Regions from separate parts of the Macaca fascicularis genome. Here region 1 is linked to region 2. A link is a contact called in public Hi-C data. All regions are on one chromosome and are shown on one strand. Each heading gives the region's core, a stretch centred on a gene start, on an enhancer-like site or on the middle of the called end of the contact. The rest is flanking DNA. Distances are from core to core; before and after follow the strand shown.

The links. A called contact is a pair of places that touch in the nucleus more often than the background predicts.
Region 1: a contact with region 2 is called in a Hi-C map of liver, with 2.4 times the contacts expected there. The contact joins the enhancer-like site here to the promoter of SSBP2 in region 2. A contact is called at or near these places in 2 of 2 Hi-C or Micro-C datasets (liver and skeletal muscle).

What each region holds. Positions count from the first base shown.
Region 1 is chr6:85,776,684-85,780,362 of T2T-MFA8v1.1, reverse strand. No RefSeq gene overlaps it. Among named protein-coding and RNA genes, the nearest start is that of ATG10, 97 kb to the left of the region's middle. Within about 2 kb of position 1,857, at least 6 of the 6 cell types and tissues checked have an H3K27ac peak or open chromatin away from gene starts, as enhancers often do. A contact at or near this core is called in liver, where this site is marked.
Region 2 is chr6:85,675,808-85,679,609 of T2T-MFA8v1.1, reverse strand. It overlaps SSBP2 (single stranded DNA binding protein 2), which reads left to right and starts at 1,426. Exons shown (of 17, transcript XR_012413812.1): 1 at 1,426-1,496. It overlaps LOC135971320 (a long non-coding RNA gene), which reads right to left and starts at 1,007. Exons shown (of 2, transcript XR_010587429.1): 1 at 558-1,007.

The sequences.
Region 1 (3,679 bases), core at 608-3,107, 100 kb before region 2:
CAGTTTAGGGCAGTTTGAAAAAGAGGGGAAAGCATCTTGCTTCTTGTTATTGAAGATACATGACTGTAGACCTAATTTTTCTAAAAACATAGTCACTAACAGATTACCAACAAGAAGAGAAGATTCAGCTCCTGGCTTCCTAAATGGATGAAACCTGCCTCCCCACTCCCACAATATCATAGTGGGATAATGAGTAATATTAATCTCTTCAGAGATATTTACTCACTCCGACTTATTTTTGAAGAGTAGAGGAGTGTTGCTGCACCCACAAGTGGACAGATATTGAACTCAGCCGCCCCATCTGCCTTGACATCACGTGGGGTATTACCGTAACCCCCTTTCTGTTCTCCCCTGTTTCAGTGCAGTACAAGTGGCTTTCCAAAGCAGATACAAAGTTATTCTCAGTGTCTGAAGTTCCAGCTCCTCCACAAAAGCCTGTGGCCCCCAAGTAGCACCACTTCATGAATGCCTGTGTCTCAACTCTGCAAGGCCGACCTTGTCCTCTCCATCATCTGAGCGGGATTGACCCTGTCCGGGTAAAACTATGGAACGGAAAGGGTTAATCAGAGTCCCCAGGAGCTGGGGGAGCACCTGGAGCATCTCAGCAGGGGAGCAACTGGAAACCACAAACATCAAACTGTGCTGCTGCAACTTGAACTAAACGCCGAGGGAGTCAGTTAAGCTTAGACCAAATGGTCTTAATCAAGGTATCAGAACAGACCTCTCAAAGACAGAAATGATGGTATATCCCGGCCCTCCAATCCTATGGATTTTTTTTTCATGTTGCAATTTAAGTCTCAGAATACATTTTATGACCCCAATGCCCTTTATTCCGAAAGATGCCGTGAGATGTCTGCAGAAATGTCCTGCAGGACTGTGGAGAGCACAGTGGGCGTCCCGGCCCTCCCAGCTTTGCCTCGCCATCACTTCCAAATAACCTTTGTTGCGGGGTCGGGGGACCCAAAGCCACCTTCGCCCCTGTCCGTACATCCTCCAAACAAGCGGCAGCCAAGAGGCTGCAGGACCTACTCGCCGGCCCCCAGCCCCCTCCCCGCCCCCAGCTCTAGCTGCCCGCCTGCCGCCTTCGCAGCCCCTTCCTCACTCCCTACCCGGGGGGCCGTCCCCCTTATCGCCACCCGCCCACCCCCGCCCCCAACCAACCCCACAGGCACTCTCAGACCCCACCAGCACATTCCTAACAGCTCCAGCTTTCCAGGAAAGCAAAAAAAAAAAAAAAAAAAAAAAAAAAAAAAAAGACCATAACATCACGGGCAGGTTTATTTGGGTTTGTTTGTTTGCTTGTTGGCTCGATTAAATACTCGTGGAAGGTGAACGTACCCCACACAGGAGAAGTTTGATGTTGACAAACTTCTGGTGGCAGCGAGACTGTGTCAGCACAACTTCCGGGATAATGAGAGCTGCTTTGCAGGGAGCGCGGCAGCCGCGGCGGGAGGCGGTCGCAGGACGGAACAGCAAATGCTATTCAGCCCGAGCAGTTTCAAGCCGCCCGAGCTGGGGAATTACTGTAGTCGAGCTACGGCTCCTACCACCGGCGCTGGATCTGGGCGCGCGTTAGGGGGGGAAGCTGCAGGCACAGGGCGCCGAGAGGGGAGCTTTCAAGTTACTTTGCTCCATCCCTGCACCCGGCAGAGGCTTGCAGGCTGCGTGGTAACTGCAAACATCTTGTTCCCTGCTTCTTTGGGCGGCCGCCCTGGAACCAACCAACTTTTCTCTCCCCCAAAACTCCCTCTTTGTTTCAAATAGGACTCTCCAAAATTTATTCTTGGGAAGACTGACAGCCGGGGTCAAGAAACAGCTGTTGAAGTTAATGTTTCTTCCTCCCACTTCGTCTGATGGTTGTGCCCTGCCAAGACAAAGTGAGAGGCACTGCCTGGTGGCTTCTTTAAACAGACATGCATTTAGCCAAAAAGGATTGGGGTGGGGGTATATTTTCTTGCTTAACATACAATCTGATCAGAAATGCAACAGCATGTGCCTTTCAACTTGTGCTGATTACTTGCTGAAAAGATGCTGTAGCTTTTAGTTTTGAACACTTTGAGCATTGGGGGCGGGGATGGCGGGAGAGTTAGTGGTTGACACTTTCCATGTTTTGGTAAAGGGGCTAAAATTTTAAACCCTCCTCCCTCTGATCCACCTCTGGCCCTCTAAGAAAGATAGAATGGCCTGGGGGAGGGAGAAAAGAGTTGCATTCCTTTGCAAGGTTTAAGTCACATTTTAAAATTCAAATCATTATGCAGAACAAGGGCTTGCCTAGAGCTAGGTAAACTGTTTTTATTTGGAGATGACCTAGGCCAAACCTTGGAGAGTGCTGGAGCTCCTGGTGGCTTTCTCCACACCAGGCCTGTGTCATCTCTCCTTTCCCAGTCCAACTCCTTTTCCCTTACTCAGAGGGCATATTCTAGGGGGAAGCTGCCCTGTTCTTTTGTGCTGCCTTCTCCAGGGTGAAGGCTGATTTTAACACCGCCCTTCCTCCCCTTAGCATTTTAGAGCCCCTGTGAACTGCTGAGAGGCCCCTTGGGGCTGTCCTCCGGAGTTTCCCTTCTCCTAACTAGCATCTCCCAGGCATCTACCCTTCTGTCCTGGGGGTAGGTGGGTGGGAACTCTATTCCTTCCACATCAGAGAGCTTAACCACTCTTCTAACCCACCCATTCTCCTTTGGGAGTGCTGGGCTCATTTGGCCTCTCTCAGATGAAATTATATGAAGACATAAAAGGCCTTCCCTCTCCAACCAGGTTATCCTGTCACCACATCGCAATGCAGTGCCATCACAAAGTGATATTGCATCAGGCCCAAGGATATTTTAGGAAGCTCTCAAGCTGGGTCCAACAAGCCTTCCATGCAGGCATCGGGACCACACTGCCAAATTCAAGGCTGCAGAGCTGCTGGGCAGGTGTCAGTGATGCCCTCTCTAGACTCAGCTATTCTCTTCTCTATTCTCTACTCCACCTCCCCCACCTCCATGCCTTCACCAGGCAGGTCCACTTTGAGACTCCCCCAATACTCTGCCCAGTTGCCAGAGGCCACTGCTTTTGCTTTTCCTCCTGTTTTCTTTGCAAAGTGTTCCAGCACACCTTCTGATGTATTTCCTGTTTTTCTGCCTATCATGGTCACTCACTGAAACCTTAATTAATATTTGCACATATTAGCCGTAAATCAACTAAATTACACTTGGAGCTGCAATGGCTGCAGCACACACGGTCTCCAATTTGGGTGTCTGCACGTCGCAGGCCTCCCCAACTTGTTGGACTTGGGTGAACTTTTCTCATTCCCTCAGACTCTGGATCTCCCAGCTTAGTTGGCACAAGGGCAGCGGCCAAGAATCCAGGCACCACCCTCAGCAAGTGCCCCTTCTCTGAGTCCTGCTAATGCAATCCAGCAGCCAATTGACTTCAATTCCTTCCGCTTTATTGTTCTCCATCCTCAGAGAGACCAACCTCAGCATCTAGCGGGGCTGTGAGGCAGACCTCCTCTGATCCTGGCGTTGTAATTCCTCACTGCTGGCTCCTGCAGTTTTATTACAGCCTCCTTTTTTTCTAGGATTGACGGACATAAACCTCCAGTGTGGAGGCCTGCAACAGCACCCTTAAAGGCTTCTTTGTGTAGAAATGTAACCTTAGGGCAAAGTCAGCCCAGCTCCAGGAAGGGCACAGTATCCTG
Region 2 (3,802 bases), core at 177-2,676:
TTCCCTCTCCTCCCATAGCTACTTCTTGTCTTTTCATCCTTTCCAGATGTCTCCCTGTCCCACCCCCATCTGTCCCCTTCTTCCCCGTGTGAAGCCCATCTTCTTTCTAACCCCATTTGCACCCGTCTGATTTTACAAACATTTCAACAACATAAAGGATGCAGAGTTCTACTGGGAACCAGGTTGTGTGTGTTTCTGAAACTTTTGCGCGTTTACTGAAATGGGATTAGGGATTTGGATACAGAAACATTCTCGGGCAGCCTTTCAGCCCTGGCACAGCTTTGTACACCTTGGGGCGCCCTGGGGCCTATTCTAACGGGCAAGGACAGGGAAGTCTTTCAAGACCTTTTCTGGCCTTTTCCACTCCAGGGGTCAGGATGAATAGCCATCACCGACCCAAACTGTTAAACCAGGCCGGGTGGGGAAGCCTGGGGCCCTCTTCTGCGGCAGATCTGGCGGGGTGTCTAGGGCGCCGCGGGGCTCCGTGCAAGGAGGGGTTAGGGCAGGGGCCGCTGCGGCCGCAGGAGTCACCGGGCCTCCTCGGGAGGTCCGCTCACCTCTTACAGAGGAGGCCGACCCCAGGCCGGGTGCTCCCCTGAGGCGTAGGGTGCGGCCCCGGGCGCCGCCACCGCAGCGGCGCCGAGGGCCGGAGGTGCAGTCCTTCCCCAGGAGAGAAGGCGAGTCGCTACCGGCCGCTCAGTCAGAAGGTCGAGGGAATAGCGCGGGTGTCCCTCGCCAGCCGGCCCTCTGGGAACAAGGCGGGGGCGACAACCCAGGGGGTAGGGCTGAGGACGGCAGAAATCAATCGTGGGTACCGGCGCGGGGTCACGCATAGGAGAGAAGCGGGAGAGGGGCTGATCGGGGCCCCAGGGCGGCTGGGGCCGTGGCTCTGTCTGTAGACTCGGCGGGCGCCCCGAAGTCTGGGGCCGCCACGGCTCCAGCTCCGCCGGCTCCGGCCGGAGACTCCAGGCCGCAGTTTCTCCTCCTCCCGGCGCCTTCTCTCCAGTGAGGAGCCGAGCGCGGGCGGCGCGGGGGGAGGGGTGGCGGCAGAGAGAACAGCCAGTTGTTTAAAATCCTTCTAGAGCAGTTTCTAATTCCCCCCTTGCGCCCGGGTTCGGAGGGGGGAGGGGGAAGGAGAGCGGGTGGAGGGAGGAGAGCAGAGAGGGAAGGAGGGAGGGAGGGAGCCGGGGAGGGAGGGAAGGAGGGAGGAGACTGCCGCTGAGGCTGTAGCCGCCACCGCGCGCTTCGGAAGGCCGGAGGGAGGGGGAGGCCTGTCAGTCTCGCGCGTTGCCTGGGCGAAGGGGGCGGAGCTTTGGCGTGGGGCGGCCAATAGTGGGGGTGGCTGCGTGGGTCGCCATGGGGACGGGGCTGTTCCCGGGGAGGCTGTGATGGGTTGACAGGTGCGTGACAGTGGGAGCTGCTCTCGGCACAAGCATGTACGGCAAAGGCAAGAGTAACAGCAGCGCCGTCCCGTCCGACAGCCAGGCCCGGGAGAAGTAAGTGTCTCCGCTTCTCACCCACCTCCGCCTTCACACGCGCGCACACTCACGCACGCACTCGCACACTCTGGGAGACACAGACACTCTCCGCCCGGGGAGCGCCGGGGGTGGGCTGGCAGGGGGAGGGGTGCCGCGATGGGGGCGTGTGGTGCGGGGAGCGGCGCTTTCCCTGGAGGTGCGGGCGCGGGGCGGGCGGCCGCAGGGGGCTGTCGGCGGGAGGGAGCGGGTGTGTTGAGGGGCGGCGGTGGTGCTGGTGGCGAGGATGGAAACTTGTTTGGGTGATTGAGGGAAATAACCCGCGGGTTCACCTTCCAAAGTAACTTTAGAGCTGGGGTCCGGGGCTCCGGGGACCCGGGGAGCCGCCGGGGGTGGCGGGAGGGGCAGCTGCGTGTAGGAAGGCGTGCGGTGGGAATGTGGGTGTTTGGCGGGCCGGCCAGGGTCGGGGCCGGGGTCGGGGAGGGCCGCGCGGGGAGCGCGGCGGCGGGGGCCTGGGCGCTGGGGCTCAGGGCCGCGAGCGCGGGGCGAGGCGAGGGCGGCGGTGCCGGGCGCGCGGCGGGCGGAAGCCGGGCGTGGAGCGGCCGAGCGGGGCCCCGCGGGGCGCGGAGACGCGCGCGGGGCGCGGAGGGCGTGGGCTGGGTGGGCGTCCGGGCTTTCCTGGGCAGCTACTGACTCGGCGCCCGCAGTCCCTCGGGCCGCGCGGGGCTGGGGCGGGGGCGGGGGCGGGGGCGGGGGCGGGTGGGCGCCGGAGACGCCGCAGAAGTTTGGGAGTCGGAGAGGGACGAATTCCCGGGGAGCTAAAGTGTGCTGACGAGGAGCCGGATCCGCTGGAGGAGGCTGGCGTTTCTGCCTCTCGCAGCGGACCCAACTCCGCGGCGGCGGCTGGCGAACTTTTTGTGAGGCTGGCAGCCCCCGAGCGGTGGGAGGGGCGGGCCCGGCGGGGCGGTGGTCGGGGGCGCGCGGAGGGGAGTTGTGGGAGCCGCCGGGGGCGCCCGAGGAGGGCAGCTGCGGCGGGGAGGGGCAGTGGTCCGAAAAGGGGTTTGTGGGAGGGGAGAAGCGTTCAGGTGGGAAGGAGCCGCTTGGTTACAGTTGTGGGGAGATACAGGTGTTAACTTCGGTGGGAGCCCAAGAGGCGGCTGGCGAGAACAGAGCCCCTCCCGGCCCGGGATACCACTGTCACGGCACACTGCAAAGCAGAGCGGTTTGCTGCTATTCTTGTGCACTTGTAACGGTGATTTGGTTGTTACTAAAAATGAGAACGAATAGTGACTGTGACCACTGAGGAAGAACCCCCCTCCTTTTTATTTTTTTTTAATTTTTTAAAACTGTGCAACAGATCGGTGATTCCCAGTAAGCACTTAAACTCTGAGGGTCAGGGTTATCCTTGTCATTGAACGCACCCGTCTTTCTGAGGGGGTTCAGACCAGAGAAAAAGTCTGAGAGCATCTCTGAAAGGTACTTTGGTTACCTTGCGCACAGAAATAGCTGCGTAAATAAAAACCGAATGCGCAGGCGACTGAGTTTCCCTCCTTGCTTTAGGCAGTCAGTCTCCCCCTGAAAGTTTCGTGTGCCCTGGGGATGGGAGCATTTCCTAATCTTTGTGTTGGCAGCAACACACTCAATTCCCATAGGATTTAGAGGTATCAGGCCTTGATGTAGCAAAGCAAAACAAAACAAAAAATTAGAGAGGCTGGTTTGTTTTTTTTCCAAGAGATTTTCTGAGCTGCATTCAGGATTTTGTTGCTGTGACAAGGAATGTATAAAAGACATAGAGTTATAGCCTGGTTAAGAAACGGCAGTTAACTAGAATTGAAGTTTTGAAATGCTGTCTCATTTGTGTGCATTAATCATTTTGTTATAATGTGCCTGATAAAAACATCTGAAGGAGGATGTTTTAATGATTACAGAATATTTGAATTTCACATTAGTCAGAGTGAAGGAATGGAAATGTATTGAGGCATAATCTTATTTTGGGGGTGACTGAATTTGAGAATCAAAAGTAATTTTAGATTTTAGGTGAACTCCCAGGAAGGGGTGAACTTTAGCTGAATCCCACTCAGTATCCTGATGACTGTTTATTATTTTTTTTTTAGTTTTAGTTTTTTTAGTTTCTCAGATAATAACAAGGAAGTTGGAACTTGTATAACTGTGGTCCTTTCTAACTCTGATTCTGTGATTTCCCATCAGGAAAACAAGTAATTGCCACTTTGCTGTCAAATCTACCAAACTGAACACCAAGTAAGATCTACTCTTGTGAGCAGATGAGGGTTCTGCTAGATGGTGCTATTTGATTTAAATATGTTTCT